Linked DNA regions of Sus scrofa: regions 1 and 2 are each linked to region 3. A link is a contact called in public Hi-C data. All regions are on one chromosome and are shown on one strand. The core of a region is the stretch at or near the end of the contact, and the rest is flanking DNA. Distances in the headings are between cores, read along the strand shown. Region 1 overlaps BACH2 (transcription regulator protein BACH2). Region 2 overlaps BACH2 (transcription regulator protein BACH2). Region 3 overlaps BACH2 (transcription regulator protein BACH2).

Region 1 (4,265 bases), core at 1,050-3,549, 170 kb before region 3:
GTAAATGTTAGCTTTTAGCACATGTTGAATGGAAAAAAAAACAAAAAACAAAAAACCATAACATCTCCTCTATACAAATAGCTGCAAGATAAAATATTGACATGCAATCACACAGATAGAAACACACACACATTACAGATATAAAGCTATTATTTTTGTTGAGAAACTTGTTTAAAAATCAATGCATATTTCCCTGAACGGTGGCTTTTCTCTCTCCCTCACTGGCCTTCGCTACTGGGACTCTGCAGCAGCCCCGGTGACTCTAGGTTGCTGATAGTAGAGGGCAGGGGAACTGGACTCACCAGTTTGCGGATTTCACATTCTAAGTTCTGAATACAGTCCAGCTTCCTCTTGCGGCAGCGCTGGGCTGCGATGCGGTTCTTGCTGCGCCTGCGGACGTCGTGAATGAACTCTAACTGCTCTGAGGTTAGCTTGTGCATCTTAATCATCATCTGGAAATCGTTCCTTGGAAGGTCTGTGATTTGATCTACAGGAAACGGAAGTTTGACCTGAAACCAAGAACAGCAGAACACGATTATGGCAGCTGGGGTTTAGTTTTCGTTCCGGCAGGTGGAATGTCAAAAAATGGTAAAACCTCCTTTTTTTTTTTTTTTTTTTTTAATGATGACCAGGTACTATGAAAAAGTGAAGCCAGCAGGGATTATTCTTTCCTGTTTCAAATATAAATAAACCATAATACTCAGATAATCAAACAGAATGTGAATACACACATTATAATGTGGATATCATGCCTGAGATCTTTGAAGCAAACAGCCTGGAAAATATTGGCAAATATATACATTGTCACGGCTACAGCACTTTTGTAAAAAGGGCTCTATATAGTTAGTTGAGACCTACTTCCATTGAGCCTCAATTCAATAAAATGACGATTTATACAGAGAGACATCATCTGAGAAATCATCTAAGATATTTGAGGAGAGCACCATACACCTTGAAGATGCAGGGAAGATGAAATAGTCAGTGTGATTTGCAGTTAATACCAGCATAGGGGAGACATAGGGAGATAGTCTGGAGAGGTTACACCAGGGTGGTCTAGAAGTTAGAACTGGGCTTTAGTGCTTCTTGCCAGATGTGAGATGTTAGGCCGGTCACTTTCATTCTCTGAGCCTCAGTTTCCTCATCTGCAAAATGGGGCATGCTTTTTAGCTGCACAGTACTATCCATGAGTGAAGCACTTTGGATATTTGGAAAATACAATGGCCAGCCCTTCTGACATTTTCTTGTATAACGTGATGTTGACCTTCTCTGTCAAGAGGTAGGATGCACATTCCTGCCTCTTGACCAATCCAGTGCAGTGGGGGTAATGGCGTGTAACCTCTGAGGCCACATCATAAAAGCTGCACAGTTTCCTCTTAGGCATCTTAGACTGCATTCTCTGGAGAATACCAGCTGCCAAGCCTCAAGGACACTCAAGCAGCCCCATGGAAAGGGCCATGTGGAGAAAAACTGAGGGTTCCAGCCAACATCTGACTTAGCCAGAAGTGCTAGATGGGCCACTCCTGAATTCCTGACCCACAGAAATGGTAAGAGATATTAAATGATTATTGTGGTTTGAAGCCACAAAGTTGTTTTTGTCTGTTTGTTTGTTTTTGCTTTTTAGGGCCACACCTGTGGCATATGGAGGTTCCCAAGCTAGGAGTTGAATCAGAGCTGCCGCTGACAGCCTATGCCACAGCCACAGCAACTCAGGATCCAAGCCGTGTCTGCGACCTACCCACAGCTCAGGGCAATGCCAGATCCTTAAGCCACTGAGCGAGGCCAGGGATCGAACCCACAACCTCGCGGTTCCTAGTCGGATTCGTTTCTGCTGCACCATGACAGGAACTCCCTGAAGCCACAATGTTTTGAGGTTGAACTGTTATATAGCAACGGGTAACTGATGCAGACACTACTGCCGTCAGAGTCCTACTTTCAAACTCTTGACAAGTAGGTCAGCATCATCCAGAGAGTGGACACTAGTCTCTTCATGGACAGTTCTGTGTCCTCCTTGTATTCCTTTAAATGTTTGTTTACAACCCTGTGGTGGTTTGAAATATTTCTTAGGTAAAGAGCCGCTGTTCTCTTGGGCCTCCTCGGCACCCATGAGGTAGAGAACGCAGGCCAGCACTTTCCAGCATTCTGCCACTGCCCTCTCCAAGACCCCTGCTGATGAGGCAGAGATTTCAGGCGTCAGCTCTGATCCTGCTCAGAAGCTTCTGGAAGAGGAAGGTTGCATGTTTCTTAACAGTATTTCCCAACTCAGCCGGCTGAACTCGTCACACTAGCGTCTGCTTTAGATGGACCAGCAGATGGCACTATTAACCCAAGCTTCCTTCAGGCGCCAGCCCAGCGCTGTCCAATGCAAACAACGTGAGCTGAGCGTGTGATTTTACATCTTCTAGTAGCACCGTCAAAAGAAGTGAAAAGAAGCAGGTGAAATGAATTTTAATAACATATTCAATTGACTCCAACGGAACCAAACTATTTTCAACATATAATTAACACAGAAATGATTGCAAGAGTTCACCTTGTGAGGGATCCCAAAATTTCAAATTCCAAGGGGTGTTTTACCCATGGGGGTGCATCACGATTCAGACCAGCCTCATTTCTAGGGCTCAGCAGCCACGTGTACTGGACACTACAGCTTTAGAAGGTGGAACAAGTGGACTTGAGTGAATTTAAGTAACCAGAAAAACAGAGGCAGATCTGGATTTAACTGATCAGAATAGTTTTGGGTGAAGAAATCAGGCCCTCATTAATATTCAGGAGCTGCAGTGTTATGTCTGGATTGTTCAGGGGAGTGAGAGGAAGATATTTTATTCTGAGCTCAGGCTTTTCCTTCGGTTGCATCAGACATAGGCAGACGTGAGTCTGGATCCCGGCATTTGTGGCTAGTTAATCCCCATACACAAAGGCAATCCTAGGAACCCGATCTTTTGTCTTTCCGCTGCTGCAATGGCTTAGTCAGGTTACTCCATAGCTCTGAGCCTGCTAGACGTGGCATTTGCTGAAGGCTCCCAGTGGGTGCTCTGATTGAATTCCATAGGGTAAACTCCGTCCCTTGACACCTGTCAAATCCTGCCTGGCCCAGGAGAGCAAGATCGCAATGGTGCACATGACACCACACTCGGCTCAGCCCTGCTCCGACCGCTAAAGACAGGCAGTCAGGACAAACAGTTCCTTGTTACAGGCCCGGGAAAGGGCTTTGTCCAGGGGCTGTGTTTGCACAGGGCTTATAATGATATGAAAGAATGTTTGATTTCCCTTGTATACCCTTTGGATAACAAACAGACACTCAGATCCTGGATGGTGCCTAAACAGCACAGAGGTCTGCTGTTGGGGACACGGATGTTTCCACACCAGGCAGAAGCCTTGTTTGCACAGCAGGGGTTACGGCATTTTGGGCCTCGTGGCATCTTCCCCACAGCTGACAACAAAGCAATTCTGCTTCTGCTCTAAATTGTATTTACTTATGTTCAGCAAGAATATATACCCATAGTTCAGGCCATGGGCAAAGTCCAAAAGCCTTCCATACCAGGAGCTACTGTATTTAAAATCCTCCAGACAGCAAATCTAATACACGACGGAAACAGGACAGAGGCTGACAGGAAAGAGGAAAAATCAACAATGCTGGTTTCAAAGTCCTTGAAGCAAAAGGCCATATAACATGTCAGCAGAGCTGTTGCAACTCAAGCTGCTTTGCAAAGAGGTCAAAGGAAACTTGTTAGCTATAGACATTTTTCCCTGTGAAAAAAAACCCCAAAGCCCAAGGACCCTTGTTTCTTTCTAGAAGGTGCTTCTACCCCTCTAGCAAGGGAGGACTTACCCCACGTACCAAAGGGAAGCCCCTGACATGTTCTTGGAAAGGCAGTGGTAACTTCACCACAGCTATGTGCTGATTTCAGGGTAGCAGGTTCCAAGTGGATGGGCGTTTGCCCCTGGAATAAACAAGAGCCACAGGCCCTCTATGGAGCTGGGACAACTTTGCTTTCCCTGGTTGGCAGGCACCCCCACATTCCCCAAAGGGGTTTACAAGTCAGCTAATGGGACTTGGCCTTGGACATTGAGAAGGCTGAGGCCTCCTTGCCTTTCTTCTGGCAAATTCTTACACCCCAGCTAGGCCCAGTAGGGCTTCACCTCCTATTTACTGTCCCACCAACTCAGGGTTTTACGTCTCAGCAGTGGTTTGGTTTTCCTTACCCGGACCCTCATAAACAGTGAGGTGGCAAGATGGAGAGCCCTGCTGACCACCACCACCAGCTCTG
Region 2 (4,260 bases), core at 754-3,253, 180 kb after region 3:
CAGGGCTTTTAGACTTCCACAATGACCAAAGGCCCTGGAGCGGATGTCATAGCGAGAGAGACATATGCAAGGAACGCATACAGGAAGCCAGAGAAAGGAAGGAGAGGAGTGGGGTTGGGGCACCTGGGACGGAGGATGAGCCCCGCACCCCACAGGGTCAGGGAATCCCTCTCTTGGTGGGGGATGGGAAAGAGCCCAAGGCCACAGGGGAGGCCCCCCAGTTCTCCCACCCATCCCCCTGGATCTAAAAGGCTGTGTGAACTACTTTAACAGCCAGAAGGCAATGTGCAGGTCCCCCTCCTCTTTCACACTCCGAGTTCTGAGCCTCCTCCTCCCCCTAATGCTCCTCAGCCCCCCTACCTAGATGCATTTCTGACTCCATCAGGATTCTCCAACTCAGGGCTGGTGGCAGTGCTGTCTGCACCTCTTGTCCTCCTTGGGTGACTTCCCTGGGCTTGTCTCCTGCCTGGCTTCTGAAGCTGGGGCCACCCTTAGGCCTTTTCCTGGTTCCTCAGAATCCAGCCTCCTTCCCAGGATGCATTCTTAGATGGCAGCAGGAAGCCAGTTCAGGCTCCCCTTCCAATTTCCTTCTCACCTGGTCCAGTCCTCCCAGAAACCAGCTGCTGGCAGGGATGTCAAAGGGAGCACCCGGGGCTCTGTGAGCAAGCAGCCAGGGTCAGGGAGGGGAACCGTGTCGGTGCACAGGAGTCCACATAGGTCTGTCCAAGTACAGTGTGAGAAAGGGTGGGGGAGCAGGTGGGAGCAAACAGAATCTATGGAAACCAATGAGAAGAGGGGAGTGTTCACACAGAGAAAGAAATGCAAAGACTTGCCAAGAGAGGGAAAGAAGAAAAGGCCCAGAAAGGAACCTTTACTGGGTACCAAGACACATGAGTAAAAACAGTAACTGCAAGGTATAAGTGCTCAAAATCCAAAAGGCTGAGAAGATGGCAGGAAACAACAGAAAGCCATCTAAAATCGTGTGTGGGATTTCCCTTGTGGCACAGTGGGTCTGTAGGGGCTTGGGTTGCTGCTGCAGCGTGGGTGCGATCCCTGGCCCAGGAGCTTCCACAATGCCGAGGGTGGGGCCGAAAAAGAAAAATAAATAAATACATAAAGGGCATAGAAAAGATGCCCATTCCAAAAAAAAAAAAAAAAAAACTGTGGAAGAGGCAAGATGGACGCAAATTTTCTACTAATAAAATTCCCCCTTTGCACTTCCCTTTAAAGCATTTCTTCCCCAAATCAAGGCTAACACATAGCCAGCAAGCACTAGAGCCACCAACTCTGGTAGCTAGGAAACACACAATGGAACATTTCTAAAGATGAAGTGTTTAGGGAGTTTCCATCGTGGCGCAGCGGAAACAAATCCAACTAGGAACCATGAAGTTGCAGGTTCCATCCCTGGCCTCGCTCAGCGGGTTAAGGATCCAGCGTTGCTGTGAGCTGTGGTCTATGTAGGTCGCAGATGCAGCTCAGATCTGGCAATGCTGTGGCTGTGGTGTAGGCTGGCAACTACAGTTCCAATTAGATCCCTAGCATGGGAACCTCCAGATGCCACGGGTGCGGCCCTAAAAAGACAAAAGACAAAAAATAAATTAAAAAAAAAAACAAAGATGAAGTGTCTAGAAAGAAATAAACTGTATACACGTACATGTAGGTGCTGGTCTTGCAGACTAGAAATTTAGTTGCTTTCACTACAGAAGGCGAAAAGGAAAGGCTCTTGGGTAAGACCTTTGTGGTTCAGGACTAAGATAGTGATCGCTGAGGGTCTGGCCAAACTGCAGGCAAAACAAACCAAGACGAAGCAACAAAACAAGAACACTCCCACAAAGAGATGCAAATAGATGGGCTGCAACACAGATATAACCTAGACTCCCTGTGATGCTCAGGTGGCCCTCAGCCGTGGAAATGGGGTAGCACCCTCTTTCCTGTTCCTTCTCTACTTGGGCTGTTTCCTCTGACTTGTCTTTTCTATCACCCTTCCTCCTGGAATCCTCTGACAATGACTCACATGGCAATAGGCTAGTCAGCAGGACCGCAGCCCCCCACAATAGATGCTGTGTAGGAGGCAGGCGGCGTGGCCGACCAGAGTCTAGCCCAATTTTTCCCTTTCTCTGTTCAAGGAGGATTTGCTTTTCAGCCACATTTCCCTCAAAACACAGCCCCGACAGGAGATGCTTAGCGCACAGATTTCTAAAGCATGAAATGATCTGAGTTTGGTGATTTGGTCATAACGAAACTAAAAACAGTAAGATGAGAAAACAAGAGTGTGATCATCACACCTACAAAAAACAACTTTATACTTGGGTGAAATCAAGAGATCAGAAAAAAAAAAGCTCAAACTAATATTTTCCAACCTTTCACTAACAGCTAGGGCTAAAAAACCACATGTTTTGAAGGTCTTGCACTGTGTTATTATTAGAAGTCACAATTCTATTGATACTGATGAGTCATTTGTATCGGCGGAAACCAAGAACTTCCATCAACATCATGTTACACACAGTCACTGTGGCTTGGCTCTTTCTTTATTACTGGTCAAAGCTGCTTCAGAATGCTTATTGAAGCTAAAAAAAAAAAAAAAAAAAAGAAGAAGAAGAAGAAAGAAAGAAAAAGAAAAAGAAGAAAAAGGAGGCAACCTCCTCAGGGCTGTGCAAAGCGTCCTTTTCCCCAGCCGATCTCACTCTAATCATCCTTCTCCAGAGAGTTTAGGATGATCTGATCAACATGTATCTACAAGAGGAAGTTTATTTGTAAACCTCAAAAAAGTAACATTTTCACTTTCTGAGGAACATAAGCAACACTGAGCTCCAAAAACAAACAGCGAAACCATTTCTGAAAACACATGCCAGCTTGAAAAGTACCTGAGGTCAGGTTTGGGTTTTGTTCCGTTTTGTTTTTTCACCTTAATAACATGCAACGGATAGAAACAAAAAGTGTCATCATTTAAGGACCTGAACCTCACACAACAATGTGGGGCTGGCCGCTGAGCACCCTGTGCCCACTGCCCTGCTCCGGGCACACGCGCCCCACTCATGCAAGGAGAAGTAGGTCAGGTCCAGGTCACATCAGGAAAGCCTAAGTTAAATGTTCGGGAAAGTTCCCTCTGGTGCTGAGGAGGAAATAACAGCAGAGCTCCTTTCCCTTATTCTCATCCCCATTCCCTTCTCCCCAGGAAGAGTCCCAGAAAATTTTTAAAAGGAAGGAAAAATGGGTTTTCTTGAGGGCTTCCCAGAAATACTGTGATTCTTAAGCCGTCTCTGCAAAGGCAGAAATATGCCCAATTTTCTACCCTGCAACCAAAGGTGGTGTTTGGCTGCTGGGGGGAGAAGGGAACCCAGCCCGGTGGTGATCCCAGATCTGAAAATAGCCTCCCGGGCGGCTAACTGGCCGAGGTACCCTCCAAGGTGGCGCTGGTGCTGTGGGCAGATACAGTGGGGCCAGCTGAGGGCTGTAACAGCTGCATGAGTCAGCACTCACTTCTGGTAGGAAACTGCTGACAAGCTGAGTCACTTGCGCAGACAGAAGGTGCACACACCTACCCGGCAGAAATAAAAACAAGGTACATGCAAATTGGCAAACAGGAACCTCTCTCCCCTTGCAGTTCCTATTTTCCAAGGTTAAACCCCCAATAGACATAATCTACGGTTATTAATAGTAGTCACAACCAACAATAATAAATAGTGGTAATAAACAACTCGCTCTCGGTGTTGTGATGTGTGCAACAGCTGCATTCAAATCTCACGAGCCAGTTAATTTTAACCGGTTTTCATTTTAACAGGATTTAACTGCTTTTCCTCCCTTCTGAAAAAAATCAAAATAGTTGCCCTATCGACCACAAAAACTGGTAACAGACAAGCACAGTTCCTGTTTTTCAGAGGGTACTTACTTTCAAACCCACAATATCGAGATGCTTAACATCAGTGGAAATTTTAAATGTATTGTTTGATGTGGGAGCTGCAGCCTGTACATGAATTCAGATCCCACAAATGTTCTGGAGGAATCACATCTCAGGCCGGGTCCTATATGTCTTTCATCTCTCTTCTCTCATTTAACACCAGATTCAAAAATCTACAGGAAAATGGGTTATCTGGAACCCAGAACACATTTTCCCACAGAAAGAACACCATGTTCAGGGTACTCCATGAAAGCTGCCTCGAAGTTAAAATAGGAGCGAGAGGTTAAATGTGCAGTTTAAAAAGAGAAAGTAACACTGTAATAGTTCCAAAGCCAATTAAAAGCTAAAGAAAACACTCTCGA
Region 3 (3,825 bases), core at 1,112-3,611:
ATCAAGGGTCCCCAGGACAATCCCAGGTCAGGTGATTCGCTAGGAGACTCACAGGACTCAGCATAGAGTCATCCTCACAGCCAGCCATGATTTATTACAATCATCTGTTCCTAGCTCCAGCCCTGCCTGGGGTCTGGCCACATACCTCCCTTCAGCCCCCCTCTCCCCCCAACACTCCCCTTCCCCCACAGGCTCCACTTCCTGCCGTTGCTTCTTCACATGACAAACTCAGCTTCTCTCTCTGGATTTACAGCCCCCTATGCCTGCCATCATCTGCCTCATATAAAAATCAATTGTGCTTAATCCTGCTGTGGTCACACACTCTTTAGAGGATCCTGGGCCATGGCCCTGAATCCCGCTGGGCCCGTGACCATGTGGCACCATCAGGGCCAACTCTAGCCTTGCTCAAGTCCCAGCCCAGCCAACATTCCCTGACTCTGACTCCGGCCACCTAAGTCTTTTTCTCCGGCTCCTGTCCATGTCCCAGCTCCAGCCAGACTCTCGGCAGGCTGAGGAAGAGAAAGAACGGGGAGAGAAGAGTGAAAGAAGTGGCAGAAGCTGCTGTGGTTACACACGGGGACTGAGTTTGTCTATATGGGAGGTATATTCTGCAGAGCTTCCAAAAAATTTTTTTTGATAAACCACAGATCGGCAGAGCTGCAAGGGATCTTGGAGACCATGGAATCCAACCTCTTCATTTTACTGCATAGGAAACCAAGGTGTGAAGAGAAGGAAGGCAGGAAGGCAGGGAGGGAGAAAGGGGAAAGCACATGTACTGTGGTCTCATCATCAGCTCCAGATACACGGGCCCAGGGGTCCACAGCCAAGGGTGGCAGGGTTGGGACCACACGGCTCTTAAATGAGCGTTTTTATCCCACATGAGCTTTTGCCAGTTACTTCCATATTCACATGATATGGAGGAAAGCACTTGACCTTTAACATACGAAGGTACTTAGAATTCCCATCTCAAAAGGCAAATGGTTTTCTCCTCTGTATTAGCCAACAGAGGTTTTTTTGTTTGTTTGTTTTTTGTTTGTTTGTTTGTTTTTTAATTGTGGCAAAATATGCAAACCCCCAAGCTGACCATTTTAATCATCTTTAAGCGTACAGTTTAGTGGCATTAAGGACATTCACTTAGTTGTGCAACTGTCATCACCACCTACCCAAAACATCTTTAAGTGAGCATAGACTATAAATTCAAAATAAGATTGAAGGACCCTCAAAAAGAAGACTGAAGGAAAAGACAGGTGGAAAATAAATTTGTGGGGGATTACATTTCACCCAATAAAACCGTTCATACACATGAGATTTCCCATGACATATTTTTCATTATTCTCCTAGTCTTGAAACCAGAACTGTGAGAATGCTGGGCACCGGGTGAAAAGGCAGATTTTTTTTTTTTTTTTTAGGGCAGCTTTTGTCATTTCTCTAGAATCTATGTTAACTGTATTCACTTACAAACATGTCGAATCTATGTTAACTGTATTCACTTACAAACATGTCAGGCAACCCAGGACATCACAGCCATCCACGCCTCCTCCATAAAAGGACAAGTAAAACAGTATTTCTTGGAAAGACAGGCATTGACCAGTGCACCGCACCTAGATGGGGCCGCCTCTGCCACTCTGGTCTGCCTCGAAGGGTTCCCAAGTGTTGGCACAGAGCACAAAGAATGTCCCTTAGCTATTCAGCATTTCAACTGAATATGCTGTTCAACTCCACAATATATTTAGCGAGATTTCTTCCCTCCCTCCTTCCTTTCTTGGTTTAATGACCTCAAATGTACCAACATCCTGTCTTACCTAATCCCCTAACAAGTTCTATCAAATGCCAGGACAGAATCAGACAGCACTGCAGGCAGTGAGATCATTCGCAAAGAATTCATTTTTATTCCAAAAATGAGGAGTGCCAGACCATTCAACACAATCTATCACACAGCCAGAGAATGAGCCTGGCACTTTAAGAGGAACATTTAATTTTTTAAAAAACCTTTCTCCCATCCTAGGTCCTTTCACAAGCTGATAAGTCTCTCCCTAGAACAGGATGCACAAATAAACACAAAGCCTTTCCACATAACAGGAAGGGTTCAAGGGCCCTTGAAAGTCTAAGAATCCATGGACCTCAGGTTAAAACCCCCTGTGACAATGACTCTGACAAGAATTCACTTTGGGCATGGCTCTCCATACTGGATCCTGGTCACTGGAGCATCTTGGGGTAACTTCCTCTGCTGTCACTTTAGTCTCTGGGTCAGAAACGACCTTTCTTGTTTTGGCTTCAGGAACATGCCCCGCTAGCTTCTGGTCAGAGTGAGAGTGAACATGGCCAAGCCTCCCCCAAGCCAGCTGGCAGCTCTGGGAATATTCATCCTCTGCCTGGTCTCCCACATACTTGCCTTACCCTGACAGTCTTTGGTTCTGCTCTCTGATGTGTGTCATAGATCCTGCTGTCCCCTCTCTGTCCCTGTTACTTTCTTTCTTGGCCTTTTGTGCATTTTTTTTTCTTTTTACAGCCACCCCTATGGTATTCGGAATTTCCGGGGATAGGGGTCAAATCAGAGCTGCAGCTGCGGGCCTATGCCAAAGCCACGGCCACAACCGTTCCGAGCTACATCTGCGACCTACGCCACTGCTTGAAGCACTGCTTGATCCTTAAACCACTGAGTGAGGCCGGGGATCAAACCCGCATCCTCATAGACACTATGTTGGGTTCTTAACCTGCTGAGTCACAATGGGAACTCCTTTAAACTTTTTCATTGAGATCTAATTCACATATCATAAATTTCACACTTTTGCAATGTACAATTCAATGGTTTTTAGTACGTTCACAGAGTTGTGTATGCCATCATCACCAAAATCTCATTCCAGAACATTTTCATCATCCCCAAAAGAAACCCCTTACCCATTAGCAGTTAGTCCTCACTTCCCCCTCCCTCTCAGCCCTTGGCAATCACTAATCTATGTCCTGTTTCTATGGATTTGCCTATTCTGTACATTTCTTATAAATGAAATCATACACTAAGTGGCCTTTTCTACCTGGCTTCTTTCACTTAGCATGTTTCCAAGGTTAATCCATGTTGTAGTATGTATTAATACTTTATTCCTTTTTATGGCTGAATAATAATAGTCCATTGTATGTATATATCACATTCTGTTTATCCACTTATTAGATGATGGACATCTGGGTTGTTTCTACTTTTTAGCTATTATGAATGATTCTGCTATGAGCACTTAAGTACAGTGAGATATATGTAGACATATGTTTTTAAAAAATCTTTGAGTATAGCTGACTTACAAAGTTGTGTTATTTTCAGGTATACAGCAAAGTGAATCAGTTATACATAAATATATATCCATTCCTTTTCAGATTCCTTTCCCATATAAGTTATTATACAGTATTGAGTAGATTTCCTCATGCCTACATAGAGTAGTCCTTTTATATAATTGTGTGTATATGTAGACATACACTTTTTTTAATTGTTATTTCCCCAAAACATTTTTTTCCTACTGTACAGCATGGTGACCCAGTTACACATACATGTACACATTCTATTTTCACACATTATCATGCTCCATAGTAAGTGACTAGACATAGTTCCCAGTGCTACACAGCAGGATCTCATTGCTAATCCAGTCCAAAGGCAATAGTTTGCATCTATTAACCCCAAGCTCCCCATCCACCCCACTCCCTTCCCCTCCCCCTTGGTAACCACAAGTCTATTCTCCAAGTTCATGATTTTCTTCTCTGTGGAAAGGTTCATTTGTGCCATATATTAAATTCCAGATATAAGTGATATCAAATGGTATTTGTCTTTCTCTTTCTGACTTA

What was found. Hi-C and Micro-C count contacts between places; a contact is called where the count stands out from the background.
Region 1: a Hi-C map of embryonic fibroblasts shows a contact between it and region 3, with 2.2 times the contacts expected there. The contact joins two enhancer-like sites. A contact is called at or near these places in 3 of 47 Hi-C or Micro-C datasets (embryonic fibroblasts and liver) and 1 of 2 datasets of contacts at active chromatin or transcription factors (skeletal muscle).
Region 2: a Hi-C map of embryonic fibroblasts shows a contact between it and region 3, with 2.5 times the contacts expected there. The contact joins two enhancer-like sites. A contact is called at or near these places in 2 of 47 Hi-C or Micro-C datasets (embryonic fibroblasts and skeletal muscle).

The regions. Positions count from the first base shown.
Region 1 is chr1:57,908,917-57,913,181 of Sscrofa11.1, forward strand. It overlaps BACH2 (transcription regulator protein BACH2), which reads right to left. Exons shown (of 7, transcript XR_002343529.1): 5 at 303-509. Among named protein-coding and RNA genes, the nearest start is that of GJA10, 31 kb to the left of the region's middle. Within about 2 kb of position 2,300, at least 18 of the 83 cell types and tissues checked have an H3K27ac peak or open chromatin away from gene starts, as enhancers often do. A contact at or near this core is called in embryonic fibroblasts and skeletal muscle, where this site is marked.
Region 2 is chr1:58,267,333-58,271,592 of Sscrofa11.1, forward strand. The region is part of intron 1 of BACH2 (transcription regulator protein BACH2); the gene reads right to left. Among named protein-coding and RNA genes, the nearest start is that of BACH2, 12 kb to the right of the region's middle. Within about 2 kb of position 2,004, at least 17 of the 83 cell types and tissues checked have an H3K27ac peak or open chromatin away from gene starts, as enhancers often do. A contact at or near this core is called in embryonic fibroblasts and skeletal muscle, where this site is marked.
Region 3 is chr1:58,082,415-58,086,239 of Sscrofa11.1, forward strand. The region is part of intron 2 of BACH2 (transcription regulator protein BACH2); the gene reads right to left. Among named protein-coding and RNA genes, the nearest start is that of BACH2, 200 kb to the right of the region's middle. Within about 2 kb of position 2,362, at least 8 of the 83 cell types and tissues checked have an H3K27ac peak or open chromatin away from gene starts, as enhancers often do. A contact at or near this core is called in embryonic fibroblasts and skeletal muscle, where this site is marked.